Linked DNA regions of Anas platyrhynchos: region 1 is linked to region 2. The links are chromatin contacts, called in public Hi-C maps. All regions are on one chromosome and are shown on one strand. Each heading gives the region's core, a stretch centred on a gene start, on an enhancer-like site or on the middle of the called end of the contact. The rest is flanking DNA. Distances are from core to core; before and after follow the strand shown.

Region 1 (3,961 bases), core at 562-3,061, 37 kb before region 2:
CAGCAAGACGACAAAAGCAGGAACAGGAGTACAACAGGCAGAATGCAACCACATTCCCCTGAGGGCTCTGCTCGAGCATCGCAGAGAAGGCTCAAATCCACACAGCCTCTGCAAAAGCAGTTAAGAGCTTCACTTCCTCATAGTTACCAAATACTGCAGCATGCCTAATAACAGTTTCTGGGTTATTAGGTACAAATGGGTTTTGGTATGATGAGACCTGTAGATGAAATGATTGCTGATTAGTTCATTTATTCATATTACTTCACTGAAAGACCCAATTCAATTTCTTTTGGAATATAAATGATTTACGCTGATCATTAAGTCAAGCTGAAGCCAAGTAAATTCTAAGTGGGCTTGCTTTACTTGGAGAGTAAAGATTCTTAGCACGTACCCAAACCATCACTGACTTCATCACAGGGAAGCAATCTATTAAATACAGTTAGAAAAGGGAGCACGGCTGCGTTAGGAACAGGCCAATTTCCATAGAAAGAGTCAAAGCTGAATCATTGCTGAAACTGATGAAAAACGACATCTGGACACTTAGAAAGGACCCCGAAGACAAATCATGCTAAAATCAGCTGGAAATAAAAAAAAAATAATGATCAGAAGCTTTAAAATCCATCAATTTCACTCGACACTCAGCTACAAATATCCAGCCAGAATTGGGTAAAGTGAGCAAAACGAGTTGGAAAGAGGATCCAGACCTGCACATAATGAACCCAAAATATTTTGCAGGAAACCAGGGAGACAAGCTTTAGCATATTTGGAATTGGCCAGAATGAGCGAGCCAAATCAAGAACTTGAGCCGGGGTGTGTGTGTGGAAGCTGAGAGAAGAAACTTGAGACATCAGCTACCGCAAACGCCAGGCGATGAGATGGGTCACAGAACCTGGGTGAAACTGCTGCCTGCGGCCCAGGGGGGAGAAGAGCACTGTCAGAGGACCGAGCTGGGAGGTTTCACAAGAACTGCCAGCGCAGCGGGCTCCAACCACTACACACAGTGCTGCCTCTTCCAGAACCGCTCTGCACAACGCCTGCAAGTCAGATGTCCGAGTGACAGCTCCCAGCACAGAAATGTGCGAGCAGTGAATCAGGGAACAGGAGGGACACCACTCACCTGGAGACTCAGCTCTCTCATGTGAAGTATCGCACCTGCTAGGGGAGGACAAGGTACTGTGGTACGTACTGAAGTAAGGTGCAATTGCTACTAAAGCACATATTTTAAGTGATCTGCTAGTCAAGTGCAGGCGTTTGTTTTTTTCCTGATCTAATAAGCTTCCTTTTAATTTTGATTATAGGATTAAACCACAGCAATTCTTTAGTGCCAGCACAGTACAGTTTGACCTAAGCACGAACTCAGCATGCTAATTCAGTATGAAACTGCTGGATACTGATTTCACTGGCACGTGCAGATTTTCTACAAACTGCTTACTTCTTTCTCCTGCATCTAGGTAGCACAGCATCTAGCCATAAAATCATAATTAAGTTATCAAATGGAATTTCCAAGTCTGAAGGGGTGGCTGGGGGAGGGGGGGAGAACATCCAGAATTTGTTTGCTACTGTTCCGTAATAGAGCAAAATTTCAATCCTTCCCTGATTTTATTACATTTCTCCCCTAAGGACAGCAGCCTCCCGCCCCAACACTACCTCACCGTTACACAGCTCACCACTTTCATGGTCAGGCACAGATTTACCAGACAAAGAGGAGACCTGATGGCCAGTACATCCCTGCACCTACTGCCAGTCATCATCCCCAAGAAGCTCACAGCTCAGGCCCCCCAAGCACACAGCTGGGGCCAGGCTCACACGGTTCCAGCCACCACTGGGTGGTGCTGCTGCAGCTGTGGGAGCTTCTCCTTGCCCTCCCTCAGGGTGGGCAAAAACCCCCTCAATTAAGAAAATTTAAGACCTCTTCCCACTGACTCATACAACATATTTTAAGGCAAGTACTGACCCACAGCATGTTACTGAAGAGCGCTGATTTACGACACACTGATCTGATTTTGAGAGAAGTTACGCTGCTCCTTCAGAGCACCTTCAAATTCCTCAGTTGTTCCAGTTCAGATTTCCAATCCGAGGGAAAGAATCACACCCTGTTCATTTATGAAACAGTGACTAATTATTCAGTGTCTTAGTGAGGGTTTCATTCACAGTTTAATTCCCTCATTAGCATTCCCTGCGCATGCTAAATCCTTTTAGCACTTGTATAAGTGCATGCACCAAAATAATCAGACACTGAGAAACTGTGCACTTGCAGCACCTTCCTCATTTCAACTCATTTTCCTTTCCTGCTTTCAGCCGATCTATGAATTATCCTGCTCTCAAGTAGTATGAGCTTGGATATATTGTATAGGAATGAATCCAACACCACTTCAACCATAGTAAAACTTTATGCCTCTTCTGCATTCTGTTTAATGTTCAGTTTCTAGGTGTACTTAGAGGGGAACAACAACACAATCAAGTCCAAGGACACCTCATTCTCATTCTGTGAGATATCTCAGAAAAGAACTCTCCCCCGTTTCCTGGCAGTTTATTTCAGCAGAATTATTTCAGCTTCTAGCATCATCTGAAAATCAGTTTCCTAATAGCAGCCTCTAGGGAAGATTCAATAGTTACTGATTAGTTCCCCATATCTTTTGTCGAAGTTACATGCAGCTCCTTGAAGGACCTATTGATGGTTTGAAGAAACTGGGTATGATCTCCTCATGTAGTGCTTATAGCTGCTCTTATCTGTTAGTCCTCAAGTCCTTAAGTTTCCTAATTCTAAGAAGGTCGGTTTGATAGTTTGTAATACAAAGACTTCAATCTTGACAAGTATAATTTGACAGCTAGAAGTTACAGATGTACAGATCTACTGTAGAAAGTTATTTTCTTTGAATTAAGCTAGCTTAAGTAAATCACGTCACTGATCTCAGGGAACTCCATTCTCAATTTCTCACCTCAAAAGTAAAACTATCACCATCAAGGTGGGAAGCAACTGCAGTATCTCATTATGTACAGCATAGCCACTGAACCCCAACAGGTAAAACAGCAAGCAAGGCTCAGGCTACCACAGGAGATACCAGTTCAGCAATCATGCTCTGCAATCTCAGCCTCCAACAATCCTGGCCAGCCCTCATGTGCAGGAAGAAAGCTATCCAGAGTTGCGTGATCTTCAAGAACAATGGACAGAAGTGAAACCTTTTAGGGCTGAAAACACTAACTGACCCCAATTCAGTTCTGCTTATTAACACATAAATACCAAAGTCCTGCAGCACTTGTGCAATTAAACCTTTTATGTTTATGTTCAAACAGCATGACTGTAAGCTTCGTGTGCCTGCTTTGACATAAGCCACAGAAATAATAATTTATTGCTAATATGTAAGATAACTTCATAGTAACGCTAGCTATTTCCTTCTCTCAACAAGAATCCCTTGTATCCTCCACCCCATACCTCATTTAGGCCCAAAAAAGGGATTGTAAATGAAAGTAGATAAAGATCAGAAATAAAGACCTGTTACACATATTTGAAATAAACAGCATGCTTCAATAATGACGCTCATTGCGGCTAAAAGCCCTCATATGGCATTTCTACTCTCCCTAGAAAACACAGATGCATTATCTCCAACTTACAGATAGGAAATAAATTCTTTTTCTTCAAGTACTTGCCAGCCACTGATAGAAAGACTCATTATGCATACGCACACTGTAAAAGAGAGTGCAGACAAACTAATGGTTTTCAAAAAGAAAGCTGGCAATTCTAGACTTCGTACCATGAATGCAGTAAAGGGCCTTATTTTCAGAAAGGAATACACACTCTACAAAAGAGGAATAAAAACTGCAGTTGAAGTAGTTAGCACTTTTCAAAACCTCAGCTTGAACTGAGAAGACTTGAACATAGCAGCTTCTCAGTTCTTCACAGAGACAGACATCCCGACTTACAGCTTCTGCTGACCAGGATACAGGCCTGGCGAGCTGCCCT
Region 2 (4,469 bases), core at 1,555-4,054:
TTAGTTGGGTCCTTAAAATGGTTTTAATTTGTGTTCAGTTCATTGTTACTGATGGTAGTGTCACTGATGCTCTTGGTGAGGGTATAATCAGCTGCCCTGTGGCTGCATTCCCTGGTAAATGCTCTCTGCAATTTGTCAGTGTGGAGAAAGATGCCAAAACCAAACCACTGCTGATGAATGCAATTGCTTGCTTTGGCTGCAGATGTCTGCACTGCTGGTCTTCTCCTGCCACTTAGTACTTTATCAAATGATCACATTTTTTTTCCACAGCACCCATTTCTGTGAGCAGTGTGCACAACATGAGATGAGCACTGAATGAACAGTTACTCAATATATTGATCTGTCCCCACAGTTCAGTGAGTGGCACTGTGCCTACTTCACTGCACGGTCTTCAACCCCTGTTTTAAATGCAGTTACTAACTTCCTAATGCCCGTTCTGTGCATCTAAATGCTACACAAACACTAATGAATTTTTGAAGAGCAATTAAATCCACCCTGTAGATTACAATGCGAGGCACGGAATTATTCAGGAGGGGAACCTGCAAATTGTGGGGTCCCACTGGGGATACACAGGCTCTCGTGGGTACTTACCAGTACTGTAGCACTTGCTACCTTTGGCGCATGTTTCCCATTCAGTTCAGTTGCAGCTCTGAGCATGCCCTTTTGCAAATTTGGCACCAAGATTTCACGTCAAACACTCAGAACATGAGGAGCAAACAGCTAACCACAACTTATGAAAAGTTTAAATGATCAGCTCATTATTTCATTATAATTTTTGGCAAAGGCAAGGTTGGATTCCCAGGACAGTACTTAGCTATGAGATGGTGCCTTTCTATTCCTGGAATTTCTTGCCTCATGCCATTTGCACTTTCCAAGTTCTGCAACATGCTGAGCAAAGGTCAATATGTGGACAACATTTTTTAAATATGTATGTCCCAGAACAGGTCCCTCCCATAAGCTATCTATCAGGGTAGACCTTGCTACAACCCAGTTGGATCTGTATGACATAAAGTGCAGTTGCTGATGTTAAAAATAGTTATCCCTGGGAACCTAGTTACAGCTTTTGAAGTTATATAGCATCAGCTGAGTTTGTAGCACTTAGTGGAATTTGTCTGTGCTTAACATATGGATACACTGAGTAGAAAGTTCATGCAAGAAAGATGGCAGTAGATGAGCAGTGGGAGAATGCATGATACAATAAGCAAAAAATGAGGACATGTATGCAAAGCTTGTTATTTGGATTCAAGTTGCTGAACTGGTAGCCCTCTTGAGATGTTGCTTGATCAATGATGGACCAATGTTGCAAAGTTAATATTGCTACTTCCTCTATTGCCTTAGCAAAAAAACTTAGGTGCTGAAGCTGGTGTCAAGCTGAGTTTGTCTGGACAAGACTGAATGAGTCTGGTTTCTGAAACAGGGAAGGTTAGAACCAAATCAAAGCAATCTGTCATTGTCAGTGAAAGAGCAGTGCTAACAACACCTTCAGATGCTTGAAGTCTTTGGAGTGCCAAGTGAGAGCAGCAGGCAGGGTAGCTAGTGTGCAGGAGAGGCAACCTCAAAAAAAGCAATCAACATGATGATCTCCTACTCTCCCTAGAGAGCTGAGCACTGTAAAGAATTGCTCACAATCAGCAAAATTTCTTGTTACATGCATCTCCTGGTCTTTCTCCACTGTGGGTTACCTTTCAACTGTGCCATTCATACTATTTCTCTAAAGAAGCACCAATTTTCTGAGATTCCTTTTCCCCCGTAGGCATACATGTAGTTTCCATAGGATCTCTGAGTTTGTTGAACTTCAAGAAAGCAGGGTTAATTACCTTTATTTTACTGTTCTTTGCTTCCTTCATGAAATCCAGGAACACTTATTTCCCCTTAAAGTCACCTTTCCCCTCTACATTCTTCACTGTTCCTCTCTGTTGCTTGGAATCAAATGGAGAACGAGCTCCCTTCTAGCTGTATTCTTAATAAACACATCACCAACACATTCCAAGAGTTAGCTGGACAATCTGTTCTCTATCTTTTTCACCTATAATATGTGCAGAAGGCTAAGTCTCTGTTATTTCAAAACGTGGAGCAAAACGTGGATTCTGTTAGCTGCTCTCAAAAAGCCTTGTCTGCATGGTCTTGCCTTCTAAGTGTCCTTGTGAATTCAATGCTCTTATGCATTTCCTTCTTGATTGTTACCTGTATGTTAACATTCTGGTGACATGGCATGGTAACTCTTGGTTGTGCTAATTGAGTTGTAACTCAGTTATTGCATTTAAGATTCCTACAATTTCTAATTTATTTCCTGTGTTTCTTACATTTATGTGTGAACATCTAGGATGTTCAGGGAATTTTCTCACTGTCATTCCCGTCCTCCTGACGACACCTTGACCAAAGCAAAGATAGTGTCCCTGCTTCTGTACAAGGTGTTCTGTACTCTGACTTGGAAAGCAGATGGCTTCTTAGAAGGGCAGCTAGTGCACCCCCAGCTGATGGTGCTTCTGTGGAATACTGCAGCTGGCCAACTTTCCTCCTGTGTATGAGAAGGAGAATTTGAGAAGGAAAATAAATTCATCAGAAGTTCGTGTCCTGAGGTACTCCAAGGCTGTGCAAGGACGAAGGAATTTATGAAGCACTGACTGAGGATTTTTTGCCTTAGAGGGCCTCTGGCTGACAGAAGCTTGAGAGACCAGAGTTGTCTGTACTGCAGCAGGGACTGCCCCACGTTTTGTTTAGTGACAGTGGTGGTGCTGATGTTACCAGGGAGATCAGTAATTCCACACCGAGCCACAAGGCATTTCAAGGATAAATGAAATGTTATCGACAGGTTGTGGCTAATAATCAAGAGTTAAGGACAACCGGTGACTCCTACTGTGAGATCCAAGGCAACATCAAGAGTGTGAGCAGAGTTTCTTCTTAGGAGAGAAAAGGAGGAAAAGTGGATAGAATACCACACAAATGTTCACGCTCGGACTCTGATGAGGCTTTTAAATATGAAGATGAGACCTTAGAAGGTCATGTATGAACTTCTGTACACTGTAGTGGGGTCCTACTGTCTTCATGGGCTGACTCTGGGGGATGAGGGACTGTATCCACCAGTCATGACAACCATGGACTAGAATTAGCTGCACTGGCATGCTGTATATACATATACATATATATATATATATATAAAATATATAGCATGCATATATCCTATGCAAAGCATTCAAGCAAGCAGGAGGAGTTACAGCAATTACTTAAATGAGGTGGTTGCCTTGGGAGCCCCTTTTAAATAGTTTTAGGTTGTGTCAGATGTACTTCTACGCTGACTGACGATTCAGGAGCCTTTGGATACTGAGTATAGGTACAGATCTAACCGATAAAGTCAACCCTGAATGCAGCAAACTGAAGTGGATGGAACATCGCAGTGGTTTCAGTTAATAATCTGTTGAAAGTCTGGTTCTGCTTATGTTTCAAGCCTTTGGCTCCACCCTTGCTGTTTGCCTTTGAAGTTAGCATTCATTGCACACTGATCTTTGTTTTCTCTCAAGCACTTTCATCCTCTGCCCCAGGCCATCCCATGTACATGGGAGGAGATCTGTGCAAAAGGCTTTTTTCAAATCCCTCCTTAAAATTAACGTCTGCTATGAATCTTACGAGCAGTGGTACGCTGTTACCGCTCGCTGTGCTGCATATGGCAGTTGCCTTGTTACTCCTTGCTTTTCCCACCACATGTACATTTATTTTTGGCTCGGGCTCTGCCTTTTAAACAGAAAGGATCCTGATGTGCCAAAAGGTACCTTGGTAAGACCAGCTTTGCTTGAAGCCAGTCTTTTTCTCAAACTTGCCTTTGAAAAAGGTGTTTCAGAGTAGAGAGAGCCTCTCAGGTTTTGTTGGGACAATGACTGCACAATTCCTATTACAATATTGGAGAACAGAAAGGAACTGACGTCAATTCCTGATAATTTTTCCACTTGGTGTCTGATTTTCTCTGTACTTCACTTTCTACAGAGTTCCAGAGCCAACATCATCTCTACCGGCTCTGAAATCTCTGCATTTCTTTGCTGCACAACAGAGGCATGCCCCTGTGTTCCTATGGGCAGAATTCACCTTCAGTCAGTAATTCTTTGCAGCCAAGTTTGGACATTAAAATGAGCATTGCAGGCAGAAGACAAAAATGTCAAAGATCACTGAGAGAAACTAATGACCTGGCTCTGGACAGGACCACAGGGCCTCAGAATGACACCATTTTCCAGAGCTGAACATGACAATGACTTAGTAATGCCTGTCTGCAGCAGAAGAACAAGCCAAAAAGGTATGTGTTGTGGGGGAGCTGATGGGAAAAAGGACAGTAAGTGAAGTGATTTTACAAGTAGGGGCAGTACATTTTTCCAAATTGGACAACTCATGGTACTAAGACTTGCTTGCTTTTGCAATATCTAAATAATGACTACCAGTCACTGGGATCTGTTTTGTGTCTTGTCCAAAATGCAGTTTGTTGA

What was found. A called contact is a pair of places that touch in the nucleus more often than the background predicts.
Region 1: a Hi-C map of F1 follicle shows a contact between it and region 2, with 3 times the contacts expected there. The contact joins two enhancer-like sites. A contact is called at or near these places in 5 of 8 Hi-C or Micro-C datasets (F1 follicle, F5 follicle, liver and 2 more).

What each region holds. Positions count from the first base shown.
Region 1 is chr5:16,273,436-16,277,396 of IASCAAS_PekinDuck_T2T, reverse strand. All of the region lies in intron 3 of BTBD7 (BTB domain containing 7), which reads right to left. Among named protein-coding and RNA genes, the nearest start is that of BTBD7, 29 kb to the right of the region's middle. Within about 2 kb of position 1,811, at least 5 of the 8 cell types and tissues checked have an H3K27ac peak or open chromatin away from gene starts, as enhancers often do. A contact at or near this core is called in F1 follicle, where this site is marked.
Region 2 is chr5:16,236,691-16,241,159 of IASCAAS_PekinDuck_T2T, reverse strand. No RefSeq gene overlaps it. Among named protein-coding and RNA genes, the nearest start is that of BTBD7, 7.3 kb to the left of the region's middle. Within about 2 kb of position 2,804, at least 3 of the 8 cell types and tissues checked have an H3K27ac peak or open chromatin away from gene starts, as enhancers often do. A contact at or near this core is called in F1 follicle, where this site is marked.